Regions from separate parts of the Rattus norvegicus genome. Here region 2 is linked to region 1. The links are chromatin contacts, called in public Hi-C maps. All regions are on one chromosome and are shown on one strand. Each heading gives the region's core, a stretch centred on a gene start, on an enhancer-like site or on the middle of the called end of the contact. The rest is flanking DNA. Distances are from core to core; before and after follow the strand shown.

What was found. A called contact is a pair of places that touch in the nucleus more often than the background predicts.
Region 2: a contact with region 1 is called in a Hi-C map of mammary epithelial cells, with 2.4 times the contacts expected there. The contact joins the promoter of Hspb1 here to the promoter of Prkrip1 in region 1. A contact is called at or near these places in 4 of 12 Hi-C or Micro-C datasets (the A7r5 cell line, Schwann cells, frontal cortex and 1 more).

Annotation. Positions count from the first base shown.
Region 1 is chr12:26,104,919-26,109,427 of GRCr8, reverse strand. Prkrip1 (PRKR interacting protein 1) reads right to left here and starts at 2,006. Exons shown (of 6, transcript NM_001098793.1): 1 at 1,847-2,006; 2 at 677-755. The coding sequence starts at 1,972. It overlaps LOC134481276 (a long non-coding RNA gene), which reads left to right and starts at 2,044. Exons shown (of 3, transcript XR_010056737.1): 1 at 2,044-2,150; 2 at 3,860-3,937; 3 at 4,104-4,509.
Region 2 is chr12:26,429,181-26,433,804 of GRCr8, reverse strand. Hspb1 (heat shock protein family B (small) member 1) reads left to right here and starts at 1,504. Exons shown (of 3, transcript NM_031970.4): 1 at 1,504-2,013; 2 at 2,675-2,738; 3 at 2,850-3,165. The coding sequence starts at 1,638. The coding sequence ends at 3,030.

The DNA of each region.
Region 1 (4,509 bases), core at 757-3,256:
TTAGTGATTGTGGGGGAGAGTCCAGACCATTGTGGGTAGTGCCATGGCTGGGCTGGTGGTCCTGGGTTCTATAAGAAAGCAGGCCGACCACGCCAGTAAGAACACCCACCATGGCCTCTGCATCAGCTCCTGCTTCCAGGTTCCTGTCTTGACTTCCTCCACTGATGGACTATGATATGGAAGTATAAGCCCTTTCCTCCCCAAGTTGCTTTTGGACATGGTGTTTCATCACAGCGGTAACCCTAACTAGGACAGTGGTGAAAGCGTCTGGTGCCAGCACTTAGGAGGCAGAGGCATGAGGAGTATGAGTTCAAGAACAGCCTGGTCCACACAGTCAGACCCTACCTCAAAAAAAAAAAAAAAAAAAAATACAAACACCTTTAGCATAGAGGGGGCCTGGTAGATCTTCCCTGACTGGTCTGTTTGTCTGATCATGTAGCCCTTTACCAGCTTTTTAGCCTCAGAATAGAAATGGTTTAACCATGAGAAACCAAACCAAACCAAAAGAATTAGTGGGAAACCATTATCTAGTGACAAATCATAAAACACAGCACTCCCTCACTGTAAAGACAATATTTTTCCTATCAAAGATCTAGTTGGCAAGCAAAGACAATAGTGTTTTATATTTCCCTTTAAAAATTATACTCCCTCCACACACACCCATAAGAGACATTACCCATGACATCTCGGACAAATTCTGGAGGAGGTCGAGGAGCCCATTCATTCATTTTCTCTGGAATTGGAACTGCTTTGTCCTGGAACAATTAATTAAACAGGAAAGCATCTATAAACATTTGCTGAGGAAGCTACATCTCTTTTTTTTTTTTTTTTTGGAGATGGGTACTGAACCCAGGGCCTTGCGCTTGCTAGGCAAGCGTTCTACCACTGAGCTAAATCCCCAACCCGGAAGCTACATCTCTTATGACTAACTCAAATGAGCATGCTTCTCAAATCTGGAGCTGACTGAATGTTCTGCTGCCCTGGCCTTACTTCATCCTGTATACCATCGATTTTTTTTTTCTTTTTTTTTCGGAGCTGGGGACCGAACCCAGGGCCTTGCGCTTGCTAGGCAAGTGCTCTACCGCTGAGCTAAATCCCCAACCCCTTACCATGGGGTCTTACGTGGGCCAGAGTTCTCCTGTGCTACACAAGTCTGGAATCTACGTCACTGAGAGGAAAGCCAACCTCTTATAGTCAAAGATATGAGCTGTTTTTATGAGGCCCAGTTGAGAGGTAAAGAGTGATGTGGTCCAAATTTGGCGTCCAATGCCTTTTTAATAAGGGGTGCTATTTGAAGAAGTTGAACACTTTTGTTAAGCCATCGATTCTGTTTTTTGTTGGTTTCTGAGCTAGGCCTCATTGTCTAGATGATCTGAAACTCACTAGGTAGAACACGCTTGCCTCAAATTCGTAGCAAACTTCTGGTGTCAGCCACCAGAGTGCTGGGACCGCAGGTGTGCGCCACCATGCCCAGCTCCTAACGCTTTGGTTCATATTAAAGTATAAAGGACTGTGACTGAATAGTAGCGCAGAGCTGTTATCCCAACTAGTTGGGAAGATAAGGCAGGAGAACCCCAGATGTGATGAGTTCTGCCTATACTACAGAGCCGATTCAGTAAGAAGCATAGAAGGCACAATACCATAAACAGAAAATTAAGAAAAAGGAGGGTGTGGAGGACTGGACAGCGCCTCCATGCAGCTGCGCTGTAGGACAAAAGCTCCCTCTGCAGGACAGATTTCTTCACCCCAGGTCTGCTTTAGGGGTACTGAGTACAGCGTTCCCCAGTCTGGCGGCGGGATGAAGGGGATGGGCCTCGGCCGGGCCGCAGAGCCCACTCCCACTTACCGGGTTCTTCATGAGCCGCTCTAGCTTGAGCTTCTGCTCCTCGGCTGCATTCTTGGGGATGACGAGGGTCTGCGGCTCTTTCTTGGGCCTGGGCGGTCTAACAGAAGTGGCAGCGGGACTCGCCATATCAGCTTTCCTCTCTCTTCCCGAACGCTTTCCGACGGCCACGCGTCATGATGACGACAAAAGAGCGCGCCAGAAGGGGGAGGGAGGTGTGCTCCCGCGGCGCTTGCGCACTCTCTCTCCGGAAGTAAGAGGCGGTACCGCTAGCCTAAACAGCTTGCTGAATATTCATGAGCGCGAGGTCAGGGTAGTTTATTTTGATCACAGCACCTTAATTTCATTTCCTGTTTCAAAACAAATCAGGGCTGCCAGATTCTCACATCCGGAGGGGAAGAGACGGTCTTTCTTGATGAGTGGGCTGGCCCCATGCGACCTCTCAGGTCCCCAAGGACTCCGTGCAATTTGCTGAAAGCTCTCTACCCTCCAGTTTCGCTTCCCTCTTGGGCTTTGTCTTATCTTGTCTCTTTTCTTTTTTCTTTTCTCTTCTTTTTCAACCCCCTTCTTCCCACCCTTCCATTCTTCCTTCCTTCCTTCCTTTCCTTTCCTTTGTTTTTTTTTTTTTTTTTTTTTTTTTTTTTTTTTTTTTTTTTACAAGAGTTTCGCAGTTTGGTGGTGGAGTGTTGACTGTGTGTGAGGAACTGGAGTAGCTCCCTATAATAAAAGATGCTAAGAGCGGCAGTGGTGGTGCAGGCCTGTAATCTCAGCTTTTAGGGAAGTAGAGGCAGGTGGCTCTCTGAGTTTGAGGCCAGCCTGGTCTACAGAGCAAGTTCCGGGACAGCCAGGGCTACACAGGGAAAGCCTGTCTCAAAAAAAAAAAAAAAAAAGAAGATAAAGAAGATAACATTAATAGAATGAAAGGGGCCTCAAAGCTGACCTGAACCTGGAGATGAGAGGGACAACGTTAGACAGAAATAGTACAATATATGGAGCTCTGAACATGATAGGGCCTTAAAGGCAGCAAGAGGCTTCCCTCTAGAACCTGGAGAGGCGCTTCAGTAAAACTGGGAGAGAGAGTCAAAAGACATAGTGACCGAATTTCCAGAACAAGGAAGGGTCTTTTTTGGTAATTTTTCAGAGGCAGCACAAAGTTTCTTACCATGGGGTTCAGTTCAGCACAGTGAACATGACGAAAAACACAGAAGAGCAAGATGCCATAGATTGAGAGCTGCCAAATCACACTACTGTTGATTCCGAACTCTGCCCCAGAGAGAGTTGCTGGGAGGCACTCCTGACTCAGGCTATGGGAGATGGCCTAAAGGCACAAGCCTGTGTTCTAATATTTACCAATACCAAAAGAAACGACAATAAAAAAGAAGAAGAAAGAATATTCAACTGAGTACAGTAGCACAGGCCAGTAATCTTAGTGCTTGGGAGGCAGAGGGACAGAGATGTCAAAGGAAGCTGGGGCTATTCGAAAGTCCCTGTCTGAAAAAAATTAAGGGCACCAGCAGTTGTGACGCCAGGTACCTTTAATCCCAGCACTCAGGTGGCAGAAGCCAGCAGATCTCTATGAGTTCAAGGCCAGTCGGGTCTGCATATCAAATTTCAGGAAGCCAAGACTACATAGTGATGTTCTGTCTCAAAACATGCCAGGGTAAAAGCAACTGAGGGCTTGCTGAATGTGCTCAGTGGTAGAGTCCCTGCCTAGAATCCACCAGGGAGGAGCTGGGGGCGTGGCTCAGTGGTAGAGCCCCCTGCCTAGAATCCACCAGTGACGGGCTGGGGGCGTGGCTCAGTGGTAGAGCCCCTGCCTAGAATCCCCAGTGAGGGGCTGGGGGCGTGGCTCAGTGGTAGAGACTTACCTAGAATCCACCAGTGAGGGGTTGGGGCATCACTTCCCATGAACATGCTTACTCAGCACGTACAGGTTCCAGGGTCCAATCCCTATAATAACATCTTATTCTGAGTAAAAGCATGTTTATTTAAGTCCTATGCCAAATCACCTTCTAGAAGCTGCAACTCCTTAACAACCCTTTCCAGCACCCAATTTCTGCAAACAGCCATAATCGCAATTGCTCAACGGACATGGTATGTGCATTTGGTGGCTTCTATGGCTGTTAGGTTCCTCCTCCTTCCCCCTCCTCCTCCTCTTCCTACTTCTCCCCTCCTCCTCCCCCTCCCCTTCCGCCCTTCCTCCTCCTCCTCCTCCTTCATTCCTGATTACACAGACTCAAACCCAGTGCTCTGTCCCCAGATCTTCGAGGATGTGAGTCATGGCAAAGTCATGGTGGATGGGATGAGATGCTGGAAGGGCTGTTTATGTGGTGCCTTCTCAAGGCAGAAGCCAGATTTGACGTTGTGTTCCTTGCTGTGAGCCCACCTTTCCTTCACCTCTGAGTTCCCCTCCCAGCCTTTGGACCCAGAATACTACACACCACCACCAGAGGGCAGCAAAGTGCCGCTCAGGCCCCACGGGCCATGGAAATCCATCTATAGTGCTGTGTTATCTTCCTGGCTGGAAACCGAGACCCAGACACCAGGGAACAAGGTCTACGCCCAGGAGACCAAAGAGTATTGGTGCACACCTGTAATCACGGCACTTGGGGAGTAGAGGCAGAGGGATTAGGAATTCAAGGTCAACCTCGGCTACAAAGTGAGCT
Region 2 (4,624 bases), core at 255-2,754, 320 kb before region 1:
TGGGGGACTTGAAAAATCCCAAAGTGGATAAAGAGGTGGCTGTGCGAACTTGGGGGCTGAGTTTTGGGTCTACAACTGAGGACATGGCTGCTCTGAGGTGTGGTTAAGGGGAAAGTTTTTACGGTGGATATGAGAGCATACAGTCAGAGGCGTCTGGAAGAATCCAGAGCAGAGAAACTGAACTGCATATGGCCAGCAGATTGGGTGTGTGTGGACAGGAGAGAAGAGAGATTGGGAGAGGGACAGATGCCAGCAAAGAGAGATGGGGCAAAAAAGACCAAGAGAGGGGGATGAGGGAGAGAGGACCAAGAGAGCACATACAGTCGTGAGAAGCTGGGGGAGGGGAGCCCCAAGAACTGGAGACGTTTATGAGTAAGGGGCAGGGTGAGAAGGGCTGAGAAGAGCTAAGAGTAGTATTTCAGTTGCCCAGTGAGCCCAGAGGCCAGTGCTCATTGGTATGCTAATAGACATCACAGGTGACCTTTAACCCTAGTTTCTTTTGTATGGACCACAAAGCAATCCATATAAAAGCTGGAGGTGGCTACCATGTGATGCCTCTAGCCTTTAATCCCAACTCTCCCAGAGGAAACGGCAGGCCGATCTGTGAGATCCAGGCCAGCCTAGTCTAATGAGTTCTAAGACAACCAGGACTACACAGAAAAATCCTGTTTTGAAAAAAGATCCTAATCCTAGCGCTAGGCTGGAGGGGTGGGGCAGTTGCAGAAACAGGAGGATGCTAGGGGGTTCACTGCCCATCCAGTTTGCAGGCACCAGGCTTGATGTCTCCCGAGAGATGGCTCAGCGATTAGGGGGACTGACTGCTCTTCCTAGTACCCAGGTTCAAATTCTAGCACCCGCAGGGCACTCCGAGATCTGACACTCTCTGTAGCTCCAAGATCTGACACTCTCACACAGACGTACAAGCAGGCAAAACGCTGATACACAAAAAATAATGTTTAAAAAAGCATTAAAACAAAAAAGAAAAACCCTGTCTCAAAGAAAGAGAGAAAGGAAGGAGGGAAGGAAGAGAAAAAGAAGTCTCAGGGTCAGTAAGATATTTAGTGGACGAAGGCGCCTGCCACCAAGCCTTTGGTCCCCAAAGAGACACATGGTAGAAGACAGCTAGTCTGGCTGGTCATCCAGAGACCTCCACAGGTGTGCCCTGACAAGTGTGTCCCCACAGGCCTCCTTCTGGCTCAGACCAGGTTCAGTTGCTTCCTAATTGCGACACAAAAGACCGTACCCCTCCTGGTTTATTCTCCACAAACGATGGGACTGGCCCCAGGCCACCGCCCTTCAGACTGCAGCGTTCTAAGCGACAGTGGGAACTGCTCCAGCTACCGGTATTACAGTCATTTGTTTTCTTCAACTAGAGAAGTTTCCAGATGGGGGCAGAACCTTCCTGGCCCTGCCTGCCCGCCCCCTTCGTAAGCTTAGGGGGAGGAATGCAGAGGGGAGGGGCGGCGAGGGACGGCCCCTTAGACGGTCATTGCCATTAATAGAGACCTGAAGCACCGCCTGCTAAAAATACCCGGCTGGACACCCATAAAAGCACAGTTGGGGCTCCAGCTCGGCACTTCTCGGATCCTCAGCCCAGTGCTTCTAGATCCTCAGCCCTGACCAGCTCAGCCAAGACCATGACCGAGCGCCGCGTGCCCTTCTCGCTACTGCGGAGCCCCAGCTGGGAGCCGTTCCGGGACTGGTACCCTGCCCACAGCCGCCTCTTCGATCAAGCTTTCGGGGTGCCTCGGTTTCCCGATGAGTGGTCTCAGTGGTTCAGCTCCGCTGGTTGGCCCGGCTATGTGCGCCCTCTGCCCGCCGCGACCGCCGAGGGCCCCGCAGCAGTGACCCTGGCCGCGCCCGCCTTCAGCCGGGCGCTCAACCGGCAACTCAGCAGCGGTGTCTCAGAGATCCGACAGACGGCCGATCGCTGGCGCGTGTCCCTGGACGTCAACCACTTCGCTCCTGAGGAGCTCACAGTTAAGACCAAGGAAGGCGTGGTGGAGATCACTGGTGAGTTTCCCTTATCCCAAGAGGGGACGAAGCTGGTGGGGCGAGCGAGTAACGTGGTGGCAGTGGAGGTGGGGGGTGGGGGTGGGTGCTGAAACCATGAGGGACAGGACCCTGAAAAGTTAGAAATGAGCTCAGGGACCCGGAGACCCGCGTCATTCTCCCTAGCCTGCTTCTCTTGCCCCGGAACGCGGGGTGCAGGTTTGCTCCTAAAAGCTCTGTCATCTTCGATGATAAGGACCAACAGCTGGGGGTGTAGCTCAGGGCAGAGTCTTGCCTGGCAAGCCCGGAGGCCTTGAGGCCTTGACCACCCGCAGCACAGAAACAAAATGAAGGAAGACCCAAGGCACCTTCTGGAAGACCTCATCCCCAAATAAGCAAGTGGCAGGACTCCAGTCAGGGTCCCTAGACCCAGCCGCGGTGGGGGCGTGCGCACAGCTTCGAGTATGCCTACGCTGGCATCCAAGCCTGGGTCAGAGCCAAGCCCAGGTCCGGGACCTTTGCATCCCAAATCTCAGAAGCGAACTTTCTGGAAAGTTTTAAGATCCCAGACAGTCAGGCATCCCACCACACTCTTAATTTGTTTGCCTCCTTGGGGCCCCAGCCATTCCTTAGCTAGGACTGCAGAGGGCTGCCTCTGACCTCCTTCTGTCCCCACCCACAGGCAAGCACGAAGAAAGGCAGGATGAACATGGCTACATCTCTCGGTGCTTCACCCGGAAATACACGTGAGTTCTGGTTCCTTGCATGGAGAGCTGGGGGGTGGGGGAGCGGACCCTGGGCGGAGGGCGGGGTCAGGAGGGATGTGTAACCCTTGTCCTTTGTTTCTGCTCCTCTAGGCTCCCTCCAGGTGTGGACCCCACCCTGGTGTCCTCTTCCCTGTCCCCTGAGGGCACACTCACCGTGGAGGCTCCGCTGCCCAAAGCAGTCACACAATCAGCGGAGATCACCATTCCGGTCACTTTCGAGGCCCGTGCCCAAATTGGAGGCCCAGAGTCGGAACAGTCTGGAGCCAAGTAGAAGCCTTCAGCTTGCTACCCATCCCCAGTAGCCGTCACCAGCCCTCCCTCTCTGTCAATCTGAATGCTCTTTTGATACATGTACTTTCTGTTTTTCTCAAATAAAAGTTGGAAACTACTGCTCACCACCCTCTCAGAATCCAGAGTTGTTATGGTGGGCTAGGGATGAGTGTTTCTAATTGGAGCACCCTTTGGGGTCTTTGCTAAGTGTTTGCTCTAGGCTCAGCCCCTTCCTCCGTCCAGCCTAATATTCCCCTAGGAAGAGGCAGGGGGTGGGGTGGGGTGGGGGGAGTAACCTGGAGATTAAATTTACCAGACTAGGAATGGTGGTATATGCCTGTAATTCCAATACCCAGAAGTTAATGCAGAAGCATTGTGAATTGGAAGCCAGCCTGGGCTACAGAGTTCTTAGAGTGACTGGGCCACATACATGCTGTCTTCAAAACCAACCAGACAAACAAACATAATAGGAGCTTGGGGTGTGGCTCAATAGAGTGTCCTATGGTGTGCATGAAGCACCATTTGATCCTCTACATCAAATAAACCGGGTACGGTGGCACATTCCAGAAGTGGAGGATCAGAAAGGAGTTCGAGGTTATCCTGGGCTACGTGGCCAAAGTGAGGCCAGCCTGGGATACATGAAAACACCTTAAAGGTAAAAAAAAAAAAAAAAAAAAAAAAAGAGTCAGCCAGACCTACTACTCATCAGATCCAAAGGAAACTCCTCCCCCAGCTGCTGGCTCTGTTCTCTATTAACAGCAATTTCCTTGTCCCCGCTAGTACAGCAAAGCGCTAACTTCCAGGCTTCCTCCGCATTAGGTACCTATGGATCCCCCAGCTCTTCTCTCCCCACCCCTACCCTACACTCCAGCTCCCAGGCTTCCCTCCCACAGCCTCTCATTCTCCTATGACCTTCCCATTTCAGCTATGCAATCTCCCGTCCCATTTTACTTTCCTCCTTGATCTCTCTTGCCCACACGTTTCGTCTCCCTCTCCCGCTCTCCCTCACTCCTACCTCATGGTCAAGTCCAGTCCACTGGCCATGGCCAATCTACTACTTTCTCTCCCTGCTCTGCACTCTTCCAGATGCCTCTGGCTGTTCTCTTCCCCTTGCATCTACAATAAAAACCTTCCCCTCAGCCATACCTTGCACGGGTCATGCCTGACTCTATACATCTTATGCTGAAACCCTCAGTTTATAACGTTCACACCTCTACCCTCAGCACCTCTGAGACTGGAAGATCAGGAATTCAAGGTCAGCCTTGGCCATACAGCACAGTCCAAACCAAACTGTTTTGAAACTCTATCAGTACCACAAAATAAACAAATACAAGTTTAAAATACTATTAAAAGCAACGCTCTCGGGCTGGAGAGATGGCTCAGCGGTTAAGAGCACCCAACTGCTCTTCCAAAGGTCATGAGTTCAATTCCCAGCAACCACATGGTGGCTCACAACCATCTGTAAAGAGATCTGATGCCCTCTTCTGGTGTATCTGAAGACAGCTACAGTGTACTTAGATATATAATAAATAAATCAAAAAAAAAAAAAAAACACCTTATTTTAAAAAAAAAAAAAAAAAAGCAACGCTTTCCAG